Linked DNA regions of Mus musculus: region 1 is linked to region 2. The links are chromatin contacts, called in public promoter capture Hi-C maps. All regions are on one chromosome and are shown on one strand. The core of a region is the stretch at or near the end of the contact, and the rest is flanking DNA. Distances in the headings are between cores, read along the strand shown.

Region 1 (6,886 bases), core at 748-3,247, 490 kb before region 2:
TTATAATCCTGTCTGTATTTTATACACTTGAAATGCCCAAATAAAACACCCTAAGAATGGCTGCAGTATTCCTGGAATATGTTGCTGCATCCGGCGCTAAGTCCTTTGGGAGTTAAGATGGTCTCAATTTTGTAGCTACTTTATTTACATATCATTATTTGTGATATAACTATGCATGGTTTAGAAACACCAAGGCTATTTCAAATTTCTAAAATAAATGTATCCCACACATTAGTTACAATCTTCAGTTGTCCCAAACTGCCCAAATCCTATAGTTTACAATCCAGACCATCGATGAATTTTCTGTAGTGACCCTGAAGGTCTCTCATTTGAGGAAGATTTTAGACCCCACAAAACAGATGGTAATTTGGGGAAAATTTTTGGTAATCATATTTGGGGAGGGTTGACAGAATTACTGGCATCAAGTGGCAGGGACCAGGGGTGGAATTGAGCATCTTGGGTAAAGCACAGGATGGCCCTGTGCAAATGGATCACATGGCCCAGGCTGCTGACAGCGCTTCAGTAGGGAAACTCACCTTGAAGGCTCATGATGCAAGGAGCCTGGCCCTTAGTATCCTCTAGGGCTAGAGAGAGAAAAAGTTGTTTGATTTTTTTAAAAAAGATTTATGCATTGTATGTGCATGAGTACACTGTAGCTGTCTTCAGACACTAGAAGAGGGCATCGGATCCATTACAGATGGTTGTGAGCCACCATGTGGGTGCTGGGAACTGAGCTCAGGACCTCTGGAAGAGCAGAAAGTGGCTCTTAACTGCTGAGCCATCTCTCCAGCCTGACGTTTTTTCTTTCTTGTTGTATGATTTTTAATTAATTTTTTTTTGTACAATATATTAAATCATGTTTCTTCTCTCCCTCAACTCTTCCTAGATCCTACACATCTCTCTACCACCCAACTTTATGCATGTGATCTTTCTCTCCCTCTCTCAGGACAAACAAACAAACAAACAACAAAAAAATCCCAGCACCCCACCCCAAAAAAACAAAACAAACAAACAAACAAATTGAAAATCCAAACAAACAGGCAAAAGATTAATAGTAACAACAACAACAACAAAAAAAATACCGTTGAGTTCATTTTGTGTTGGTCACTCCTGGGAATGGGGCCTGCCCTGGAGTATGATTGATACACCCAGTGAGACACTTTATTGGAGAAGACTGACAGCTGAGAAGAAAATCTGGTTTTTATGACCTCAGAGATAATGCAGATACTGATGAAAAACACACATTAGCCTTTATTCCAACTGAGCATACCAGTAATGGGATTGTGTGTGTGTGTGTGTGTGTGTGTGTGTCTGTCTGTCTGACTGTCTACTTCCTCAAGTGGGCTCAGTTAGACCCCACCTTATTTTGTGAGGCGGATCACTCACTTGAGCCAGTGCTCACTGATTGGCTGGACTGGCTGACCAGCAAGCCCCAGGGACTGGCCAGTCTCCACTTGGGCCCCTTGCATGAGGATTACAAATGATCATGACTTTGTCCATTGGTTTTGTTTTGTTTTGTTTTGTTTTGTTTGGGGGGGAGGGGGTGTTTGGGGGGGGAGGGGGTATTTGTTTGCAGAGGTACTGGGGATCTGAACACAAGTCCTTGCGTTTGTTTGTCCTGTAGCTATTTTACCAACTAGGACATCTCAACTCTTTTTCTTTTTAAAGTGGCTATCCCATCTATTAACTTTAATGTTTTCTTTACTTGGCACAGAGGAGGGATGCAAGCCCAGAACAGAGTGGCTCAGAGGAGGTCTGTGTCAAGTGTGAGGGCTGGTGGGTGTGTTGCTTGAGCCCTTAGCGTTCATTTTATCCTGATGGTAGAAAGGATTGGGATAGAAAACAACATACAAACAAAACCAAAACTCTAAACACTGTCAAAGTAGTTTCATAGGCTGGAAAGACGTCAAGCTACCTTTTAAAGTATTAAGTCGTTCCCTGTACTCCCATCGTTTTTAGTTATTTCTGTACATACCTCTACATTCCACAAGGTTCTCGGGTTTGCTCTCCTGGCACTGTTGACTCCGTTTTCTCCTATGAAGCCTGCATGGACTCCAGAACCGATCAATACAGGCGTCAATTTAGAAAAAAGGATTTTTTTTTTAGAAGGTTCATATAAAACTACAGTGTCTTAGCGGGTAAAAGATAGGAGTTTAAAATCCCACTGTGTTTAAAGTATTGGGCAGAATGCTGAGAGAGCTATTTTTGAGAAGTATAAATCACAGCTGATGTTTTTGAGTAATTTGTGATCCGCCAGAGAGATAGGCTTCATGCCCAAGGGAGGACGCTGCTGACGTCACAAAGCAGGCTGCACTCCGTGGCTCCCTGGCAGGCAGGCAGGCATGCAGACAGGCACAGCCCTCTTTATCCCTCTGGCAGTGAAGTGGGGCATAGCAGGACAAGGTGAAAGTGGCCCAGTGGGGAATGTACTGCAAAGAAGGGGCTGGAGGGCGACCGAACAAGAACCAGTCTTAGAGGGAAAAGTGGGTTTTATTTTTCCTCTCAAGATACAAGGGGAGCATTAATGATCAAAGGTGACATTTAGTGACTGCTGCTCTTGTGCCATGCTCTCTTCATCGTCATTCCCGAAGCCATGACATAGCTCTTCCACAGGGAGACAGTTAACTATTCAAGTTCCACTGCGAGCAAGTGCAAGCAAGGGCCAGGATTTAGATCCAGGGTAGAGTTCAGGCCTTAACAACACTGGCCTGGGGCAGATCAGGAAGTGCAAAGAGGCAGATGGACAGAGTGCTTCCAGGAAGCAGCAGCAGGCTCAGGTGTTGCTGAGCCATCAGGAAGGAAATCTGAGAAACAGCTATCAGATTTGTGACCTTTACCGGAGCTCTGTGGGAAGAGAGGTGAGGACAGGAGTCTCCTGCGGGGCAAGGAGAACGGCAAATCTAGCCTTGGAGAGGGACTGGCAGGGAGGACAGGAGGAAGGTTTCAAGGAGCAAGCCTGATGAGGTGCAACCTCAACTTTATTCGAGGGTTTGAAATAACCTACTCTCTCAAAAAGAACACATTTTAGTAATTATGGCAAGAGACAATGAGCTCCTTTGCATGCAGGCAAATGCAAAAAAATTAACTCTTTCTAAGGAAACTACTAGGGAGGGAGACATTGCATCAGACCCACACAGCTTGCTTTGGAGTTCTTTTGAGGACGGAAAGCATCCGAAAGCCATTGCACCAGGGCTCTACCCTGAGAACATCTGACTGATCCCAGTCACCTGAGCTGCTAAACAGACATTCTGGGGCAGACCCTTTGTTTTAATGAGTGGTTAGGACGGCAGCTATCAGTTTTCATGCCAGGTACTGGATAGTTTCTATTGCAAATCAAACACAGGTTTAGGGGGACTGCAGCTTTTCAAAAGGAAGTCTACTTAGGGCAAACAATTCAGAGCCACGAGTGCAGCCGAGGAAGAGGAGGAAGAGGGGAGTTGGTCTTTTATCGGAGCCTCTTTCCATGCCTGTCAGCTCCCTTCAGCACCCCAGTACAGTTCCTTATATAGAGTTCTAGGTATGAATCAGTCCCCAAAGTGCCTACAATTTTGTTCTGTCCCAAACAGTTCTCCTGCAAACTGCACATTCAGGTTTGTTTGGCCAAAGGAATCTGAGTGCTTCTACCTCATGCTTGCTAACCATACTTCCCAGACAAACTGGTAAGTGCTATGAGAGCGAACCCTAACTTCAACAGGAAAGACAGCAACAGCTATTTAATGTCTAAACAATGCAGCCAGTTACCACAGGGAGCACAATGATTAGCCTGCCTGGGTGAAAACACTGGCATGAGTGAGCATAGATTTTCTTTTTAGTGACACGGGCTGAAAACTTGGTGGTCAGCAAAGCATTCTGGAGTCTCCTCCTTTGGAAGTCGTCAGAAGCTCTGTGCAGCCCAAGTAGAAGCCTCACCAGATCCCCACAGTCATGGGCCTCTCCTTATGTTTTGCTGCCCCGTCATACCCTCAGAACAACACTCAGGGACTTCCTCTCCATCTCTACACTGCCTGATTCTCCCAAGTTGCCTATCTTACAGCATTGGAGCAAAAGACAGACACATTTTTCCTAATTCTTTTTGCATGTTCCTTGGTGTTGCTGTAAGGAACATATAAAGCCACTGCAGGGAACAGTGAGAGTCACCACTAATGAAAACAAGAAATGTGGGAAGCTGAAGGGATCCGAGGGTGCCACCGTGAGTTGTCGGCCCCATTTCTACAGTTCCAGGGATAGGAGAGTAAGGACAGGCAAAACCTTTGCCTCTGTAGTGTTCGTTCCATGGAGGAGATGGATATTAACTCAAGGAAGACTTAATGCTGTGTGCTAGTGGGTGTTATGAATGCAGACGAGACAGGAAGAAAAGCTAAGGGCTTTTGAAGGCACAGTTAGACTTTAAGCAAAGCCTCAAGGAGGTAAAGAAGTGAGCCTGCAGAACCTGCAGGAAGAGTGTTCCTGGGAGAAAACCTATTATAGCCAAGACCCGGAGGCAGAGAAACAACAGAGAGGCTAGTATGGGTAGAGAGGAAGGAATGGGATGGAAGGTCAGAGAACAAAGAGGCAGAGACCACTTCACCTTGCAATCAGAGCTGAGAAAGGAAAAACCCAGTGTCTGAGTCACAATGACACAGCCTGGAAATCAGGTCTGTTCCTAGCCCAGGGTCTGAGTCTCACTGACACAGCCTGGATATCAGGTCTTTCCCTGTGTTGCATATTTGGGGCTCCCAGCTCCTCATTTGCATACCGGGCCACAAAGGGTAACTGCAAAGAGACATGGAATATGAAACTCCCCACCAGGACCCAGCACACATCAGCTTCCTACCATAACACCCATCAGTTCCCGCAGCCTTTCCCTAGTTGTAGGGCTCTTCCCATTGGGCTCCCACTAAGTGGGAATGAAAATGTTTAGAAGCTGGCCATTCAAGGGCCTCTCAGACATCAAAGATGTATTGGCAGGTGCAAGAAAACAAACTGAAAAGATCTATTTGTCTATGAAAATGGTAGTTGTAAGAAAATAACATTTTAGTTTCTGTACTTAAAAATCTGGAACAGTCCACACCAAGCTGTCAATGGGGGCTACTAGTAATAGGATTATCAAAGACTTTCAATTTCCTTTTTTTAAAAAACAACTGAACATTCTACCATGAACATTTATTACATTTGGAAAAAAAAAAAAATCGTAGCATAGGCCAGTGTTGACTGATGCAGGGGAATTAGCTTTCTGGCCTGCTCTATATAGACTTCATCCTAAGATAGGTTGCTATGACCCAACTTCAGGAACTTCTAGGGAGTTCTAGGATCCTCAGATGAGATCTCAACCACAGAAGGTCCCAAATGAGTTCTGAGATGGTCCTCGGCCAGCATCCATGACCCCAGCTTGTTCCATTTGAACCATTGAGGGGATGGGTTTCAAAAGCAGAAACCAATGAAATTAAAGTCCTTCCATATAAACTATCTATGAATTTCTGTGATTCACGGTATTGGTACTAAATCTTTTTTAATTTAAAAACACTAAATTAAGGGAAACAAGTAAAACTCCATGTCATAACTAAATAACTTGCATGGTCAGCCAACACAAGACAGCTCACAGTGTCTTGTTCACCAATGCATTAAAACATACACAATAACCGGTTACAGCCAAACATGTAGCATGAAAATGGTGGTCCTTCCTCTCCCCTCTGAAATGTTCACCCTCCGTGAAAGGAATAAAAAGTCACACAGATGCCTTCATAATGGCCGGCATGGCTTTTCCAAGTTTACAAATGTTTCAAGAAAGGAAGACATAGTCCAGAATATTTGGTTGTTTGCTTGTTTACAGTTCCCGAGTCGACCTGTGCACAGAGAATGGAGCTCATCTGTGCATTACATAAAATTCTGTTTGCATGGAAGGCAACCAGTCTACCTCATGCTTGGCAATTATGAGATTCCTTCTTGGAGAAGATCCTGACACTTCCCAAGGGAAAGAGAGCCCTTTTCTTCCCCAGAAATCAGCAACACCTCTCTCTTTCTGCGTCCTCTTCTCAGTGCTGTCAGGACTCATCCCGAGTTTTTGACCATAGGCTTGGAAATCTCCAGGGCAGAAAAATTCCACCTCAGCATTTCCATAAGCACTGGAAATTGAATTATTCTAAAACGGAGTATTTTCTAAGAGGCAAATCTTCTATACAAATTGTCTGCTATCAGTAGACGTCAGTATCGTGATGGAGGTAACATTCTGCTCAAACCAGGCTCATGTCCAAGGAAAACAGCTTTTAGAATTTAGAGTAAACAATTTTATATATCTCACTTACTGTTATCTATCATAGCCAGTGTGTGCATCATTAAAAGCTGTGTCTTCCATATGATGTGCTTTCCAGTTAATTCTCTAAGTTCAACCATACCTTTCTCACTACTAGCTCCATTGCACAGCCTGAGTATAAAATCTAGCAACTCTGTTAGGTGAATTTTCCATTCACAAAACTATAACAGCTTGTAAGTCCATGAAAACTGCTACAAATGTGTAACCAAGTCCAACACCTGAGCTGTAAGAATGCACTTGTGAAAAGAGAGATTACATATATGTGTGTGTGTGTGTGTGTGTGTGTGTATGTATGTATATATATCTCCATAGTTAAATGGATACATTCTAAGAGCTTTTAGTGAATAGTTGCCATGGTTGTAGACACCAGACTGTGCCACATGGCTGACATGGAGTCATTTACCCCCTCATAGCACCCACAAGTGTGACAAGACAGTGGAGTGACGACCAGCAGTGACAACAAGAGATGGTGCTCAAACAGGTAGGGCAGGGCGAGGGTGTGAAGAGTACGCCAGCACCCACATGATCTGTAGGTACTTTGTGGGTTTAAACTGAACATAATTGATTATGTGAGGTAGTTTTAATGCAGGATGCCTT
Region 2 (6,216 bases), core at 2,859-5,358:
AAGACAGAGAACCAACCATAGAAGAGTCAGGGAAAAGTGGCCCCAGTGGTCACTTCTCTGATTTGGTCTGGGGTATCAGATAAAGTATAGACTTTAGAAAGTAATAACTCAAAAATATTGGAGGGAAGAGTGTGTTAGCCGCAGGGAGGCTTGGAAGTAGCCCAACAATTGGGCTAGCTAAGGCATATTGAAAATAAGCCAGCGCATGTGCGCTTGTATGTGTCTTTCATTTGCAAATCCAGAGCTCTTGGGTGGATGCAGAGGAGCTTAGAGTGGACTTTTAAATATTTGCCACTTCATTTGATCATCTGTCTTTTCCATAGAATATCACATTGGTGCACTGTATTGATGACAGTATGCTGGTTGAACCAAGTGAGCAGGAGGTGGAAACCACTTTGGATTCACTGATAACACTTAAGCATAATAAATCCAACCAAATTTCAGGACCATCTACCTCAGCGAAATTCTTAGGAGTCCAGTGGTGTGGAGCATGCAGAGATATTCCTTCTAAGATGAAAGATAAGTTATTGCACCTGGCCCCTCCCACCACCAAGAAAGAAGCACAACTTTTTTGTGGGTCTATTTGGTTTCTGGAGACAGCACTTTCCTCACTTGGGTGTGTTACTCAGGCCCATTTACCAAGTGACTTGGAAAGCTGCTAGCTTTGTGTGAGGCCTGGAACAGAAGAAGGCTCTTCAACAGGCCCAGGATGCAGATATTTATTCTCTCTTTCAAAGACAGCTCTTGGCCCGCTATTGGACCTTAGTGGAAACTGATTATTTAAACAATAGGACATCAAGTTACCATGTTACTTGAACTGCCCATCATGAGCTGGGTTTTCTCTGACCCAGCAAGTCATAAAGCAGGACTTGCATAGCGGTAATCCATTATCCAAGGGAAGTGGTATAAATGTGATCAGGCCCAAGCAGGTCCTGGACACACAAGCACGTTACATGAAGTTGTCCAAATGCTATGGTTTCTACCCCTGTTCAATGCTGTCTGCTGCTAAGCATGCGCCTACAGTCTCATTGGGTGTTCCCTATGATAGGTTGCCTGAGGAAGATGAGACTAGGACCTGGCTTCCTGATGGTTCTGCATGTTACTCAGAAGCGGACAGTCGCAACATTACAGCTCCTTTCTGAGACAACTCTCAAAGATACTGGTGAGGGGACATCTCCACAATGGGCAGAACTTCAAGCAATACACATGGTATTACAGTTTGTTTGGAAGAAGAAATGGCCAGATGTTTGATTGTTCACTGACTTATAGACTGTCAGCCAACAGATTGGCTGGATGGTCAGGGCCTTGGAAAGATCACGATTGTAAAATTAGTGAGAAAGACATCTGGGGAAAAAGTATGTAGAAAGATCTCTCCGAATGAGCAAAGGATGTGAAGATATTTGTGTCCCATGTAAATGCTCACCAAAAGGTGACTTCAGCCGAGGAGGAGTTCAATAATCAAGTGGATAAGATGACCTGTTTTGTGGACAGTCAGCCTCTTTCCCCAGCCATCCCTGTCATTGCCCAATGGGCATGTGAACAAAGTGGCCATGGTAACAGAGGTAAGGGTTATGCTTGGGCTCAACAACATGGTTTTCCACTCACCAACACTGACCTGGCTACAGCTGCTGCTAAATGCCGGATCTGCCAACAGCAGAGACCAACACTGAGCCCCAGATATGACACCATTCCTCCAAGGTGACCAGCCAGCAACCTGGTGGCAGGTTAACTACATTGGACCACGTCTTCCATGAAAAGGACAGCGTTTTGTTCTAACTGGAGTAGATATGTATTCTGGTTATGAATTTGCCTTTCCTGCACATAATGCCCCTGCTAAAACCTCCATCCATGGACTCACAGGATGCCTTATCTATCGCCACAGTATTCCACACAGTATTGCTTCTGACCAAGGAACTCATTTCACAGCCAGAAAAGTACAATAGTGGGCCCACGATCATGGAATTCATTGGTCTTACCATGTTTCCTATCACCCTGAAGCAGCTGGTCTGATTGAAAGATGGAATGGCCACTCAGGTGGCAGCAGCATGGAGGGCTGGGGCAGGATTCTTCAGAAGGCAGTATATGCTTTGAATCAGTGTCTGATCTATGGTACATTTTCCCCCATAGCCAGGATCCACGGGTCCAGGAATCAAGAGGTGGAAAAGGGAATCGTTCTACTCACGATCACTCCTAGTGACCCACTTGGAAAGTTTTTGCTTTCTGTTTTTGAAACCCAAAGTTCTGCTGGCCTGGAAGTTTTGGTTCCAGAGGGGGTGTGCTCCTGCTAGGAGCCACAATGAATGTTCCATTAACTGTAAGCTCAGATGTCTCCCTGGTTATTGTGGGTTTCTACTGCCCTTAAATCAACAGACTAAGAAAGGAATAATAGTGTTAGGTGGAGTGATAAATCCAGATTATCATGGGGAAATTGGATTACCTCTCCACAATGGAGGTAAGAAGAATTATATCTGGAGTGCAGGAGATCCTGTAGGGCTCCTCTTATTATTACCATGTCCTGTGATTAAAGTCAATGGGAAACTACAACAGCCTAATCCAAGTAGAATGACAAAGGACGCAGACCCATCAGGAATGAAGGTATGTGTCAATCCTCCAGGAAAAGAGTCAAGACCTGCTGAGGTGCTTGCAGAAGGTGAAGGAAATATAGAATGGATAGTAGAGGAAGGTAGTTATAAATACCATCTAAGGCCATGTGATCAGTTGCAGAACTGAGGATTATAAGTTACATGAATGCTTCTTTTTCATTTTGTTAATATATTTGTACAGATATTCGTGCTTTCTTTCAATTTCTTTAACATAAATTCAAAGACTACCAATGGTTATCATATTTAAGTTAGAGATATAAAAGGATGTTTCCCAAGGGACATTGATGTATTCTAAATTTACAATGTGTTTGCCAGTTGTACAGGGATAGTTATATCACGTTAGGCATATTTATGACCTGGTTATTGTTTTCATTTTGACACAAGATATGGCTGTCTCAAGTTGACAAGGGGTGGATTGTGAAGGCTATTCCCAGTTGTCAACTTGACTCTATCTGGAATGAACTACAATCCAGAAATGGAGGGTCCACCTGTGACCTAGATCTTGAGTCAGGAAGACACAAGCATTTGATCCAGATCTTGTGACTAGAAGACACACACCTTTAATCTCGAGGCTTACCTTTAATCTGAGTCATACCTTCTGTGGGAGGCCTGCATAAGGACAATGGAAGAAAGCGGGATTTGTTCTTTGCTTGCCTAACACTTGCTTGCCAGTGCATCTGTTGGAACCTGCTTCCTCAGGATTCCAGCTTATACAGAGGACCAGCTGAACCGTCCAGCCTCATAGGACTGAACAACCACTAGATTCTTTGATTTCCCATTCACAGCTGGCCATTGTCAAGTTAGTTGGACTGCAGTCTGTAAATCATTCCAATAAATTCCATACATACACACACACACACACACACACACACTCCCATATTCTGGGTTGACATACTTTAGTTAAAAAGAACAGTTTGCCACAAGTAGAACTACTGAAGCTGAAAAACAAATTCTGTTCATTTAGAGTCTTTCCAGAACTATGTGCTTGATGGATTAGGTTTTTGTTTTAGTTTTGGCAGGTGGTGCTGTGTACACGCTGAGTTTTATGGCCTGAATTGTACTTCCATCATGGGGTCAGTTGTGCTAAGGTCTGGGGGCCTGTTAAAACAGACACATCTGGGACATATCAGGATTAATCTTTCGGGCCTGATCTAGGACTCAAACCCCTTTCTTTTGACCAGGAATCACAGGCTTGACTTTTAATTCCTAATTATGAAGGAAGAGTCTGTTAGTTCCACTGGGCAAGAATAAGACCACTACCACAGTTTTTGAAGCAAGCTTTATTAAATACTGTCTAGGACGACGGATACTGGCCACGTCTGTGCCGGGGAATCCCAGAACATGGCACCGAATTACATTAGCCAGGGGCTTATAAAGGCAAACCCCACAAGACAAGTACTTCCCGCCTTCATGCATGCAATCAGGAGCAAGCATACATTCTGACGTACTTCCTGCCTTGGGTGACCAAGCACAGACTGTGAAGCTGGGGCAACCAAGCTTGTTGACAAGTGAGAACACGTGCATGAACCACAGCTGCCAGAGTTCCAGGAAGTCATCTGCCCTTGGGCAAGTGGCCTTACAGGTTAAAAGTATTTTTTTTTTGTTTTTGTTTTATAGATATCTCATGTACAGTGATTTTAACTTAAAACATAACTTCAGCCCTCACAGGGTCCCTTTGCAGTGCCCTCCAGGCCTGTTAATATCTAACTAGATACTGAACAACTGGGCTCTTAATCTGTTCCCAGGGTGGCCAAATTGAATCTTTTGTAAACATGTCAGTAAGAATGAAGATATTCTAAAGAGACACTTATGTCACTCCCTTTGGCTAACAGGCTATTGCACCATGGGCCCCAGCAAATTAAAATAATTTCTTCAGAAATATCAAGCTGAGAGGTAAGGAAAAAAAAAAGGCTAAAGCCTCCTGTCAGCCAGAAGAGAGCCAATCTCCTGAAAAGACATTCCAAACAGTTCTGACTTTCCATATAGTTCTGACAACTTGTAGGAGAGACTGTAGCCTAGACAGTAATAAAGGGCAAGACCACATTCAACAGCATACATCTTGCCGTCTATTTAAACCTAAACCTCACGTGAAGCCCTCAGAGATGAACTTGAGAAGGGGTAAGAAATACCAAACGTGAGCCTTTTCTCTCAAATCCTATAAAACTTGCAGTTAGAACAAGAACTTAGGAGGGCTGGAGAGATGGCTCAGTGGTTAAGAGAGCTGACTGCTCTTCCAAAGGTCCTGAGTTCAATTCCCAGCAACCATATGGTGACTCACAACCATCTATAATTCGATCTGATGCCCTCTTCTGAAAATAGCTACAGTGTACTCACGTAAAATAAATAAGTCTAAAAAATAGGTCTTTAAAAAAAAAAAAAAAAAAAAGAAGGGCTGGTGAGACGGCTCAGTGGGTAAGAGCACCTGACTGCTCTTCCAAAGGTCTGGAGTTCAAATCCCAGCAACCACATGGTGGCTCACAACCATCTGTAACAAGATCTGACGCCCTCTTCTGGAGTGTCTGAAGACAGCTACAGTGTACTTACATATAATAAATAAATAAATCTTTTTTTTTTTTCCATTTTTTATTAGGTATTTAGCTCATTTACATTAAATAAATAAATCTTAAAAAAAAAAAAAAAAAAGAAGCCGGGCGTGGTGGCTCACGCCTTTAATCCCAGAATTTGGTAGGCAGAGGCAGGCGGATTTCTGAGTTTGAGGCCAGCCTGGTCTACAAAGTGAGTTCCAGGACAGCCAGGGCTATACAGAGAAACCCTGTCTCGAAAAACCAAAAAAAAAAAAAAAAAAAAAAGAACAAGAACTTAGAATCTCTTTATCTTCCTCACATTGTAAGACTTTTACATAACTGTTTTAACCCTCCACCCGGTAAAGCCTTTGTTTGCACAAAGGTCCACTGTTCTTGGAATTTGATGGCCCGGAGCAGTGATCCCTTCCCGTTCGTTTCCCATGTACCTAATACAGCCAGTTGAGTAAGATTGTGAGGTCAGGCCCAGCCACTGGGGAAAGACACAGCAGTACCTGAGTTAGTATCAAATCAAATGCACTTCCTGTCAAGGTCTACCTCTCTTCCTGAGCACACCCCTTTGATCAGCATTTCACAAACCTCCCTGTCTTGTGAAATTCTTGTTTACTGCTTATTTGCCCAAACCCTGAACACTCCTGAGGTGTGACTCTAACATCCTACTGCTCGGATTATAAATTAGCCAATTGTGTCAGATTGTGAGGCCCTGCCACCTCCAATGAGATGAGACATAGCCACCACTGTTAACTTTTTGCCCTGGCATGCTTGCTCTCTCAGTCTTGGACAGCATACACGCTCCTGCACAGGAATAAACTCTTCCCATGTCACTTTGGCCTTATTCGTGTGTTTCTTTGTGTAGCACAGGAAATACTCTTTTCTGGCCCTTGTGAAATTTAAAAATTCAACTGACAGAGCCAGGCATAGTGGACCGTACCTGTAATCCCCACACTTGGGAGGCGGTTTTAATAAACTTAGGTACAAGCCAAGCACAGTAGTGCATGTGTGTCGTCTCAGCATTTAGGAGATAGAGGCTGGAAGACTAGAAGCACAAAGCCAACCCTGGCCACATATTG

The links. Capture Hi-C pulls out chosen DNA fragments and counts their contacts.
Region 1: a promoter capture Hi-C map of pancreatic islet shows a contact between it and region 2. The contact joins two enhancer-like sites. A contact is called at or near these places in 5 of 39 promoter capture datasets (the 3T3-L1 cell line, HPC-7-derived erythroid cells, hippocampal neurons and 1 more), 2 of 115 datasets of contacts at active chromatin or transcription factors (bone marrow-derived macrophages and embryonic forebrain) and 1 of 9 other capture datasets (pancreatic islet).

Annotation. Positions count from the first base shown.
Region 1 is chr9:55,328,587-55,335,472 of GRCm38.p6, reverse strand. All of the region lies in intron 1 of Tmem266 (transmembrane protein 266), which reads right to left. Among named protein-coding and RNA genes, the nearest start is that of Tmem266, 5.1 kb to the right of the region's middle. Within about 2 kb of position 1,997, at least 45 of the 459 cell types and tissues checked have an H3K27ac peak or open chromatin away from gene starts, as enhancers often do. A contact at or near this core is called in pancreatic islet, where this site is marked.
Region 2 is chr9:54,841,978-54,848,193 of GRCm38.p6, reverse strand. No RefSeq gene overlaps it. Among named protein-coding and RNA genes, the nearest start is that of Ireb2, 19 kb to the left of the region's middle. Within about 2 kb of position 4,108, at least 21 of the 459 cell types and tissues checked have an H3K27ac peak or open chromatin away from gene starts, as enhancers often do. A contact at or near this core is called in pancreatic islet, where this site is marked.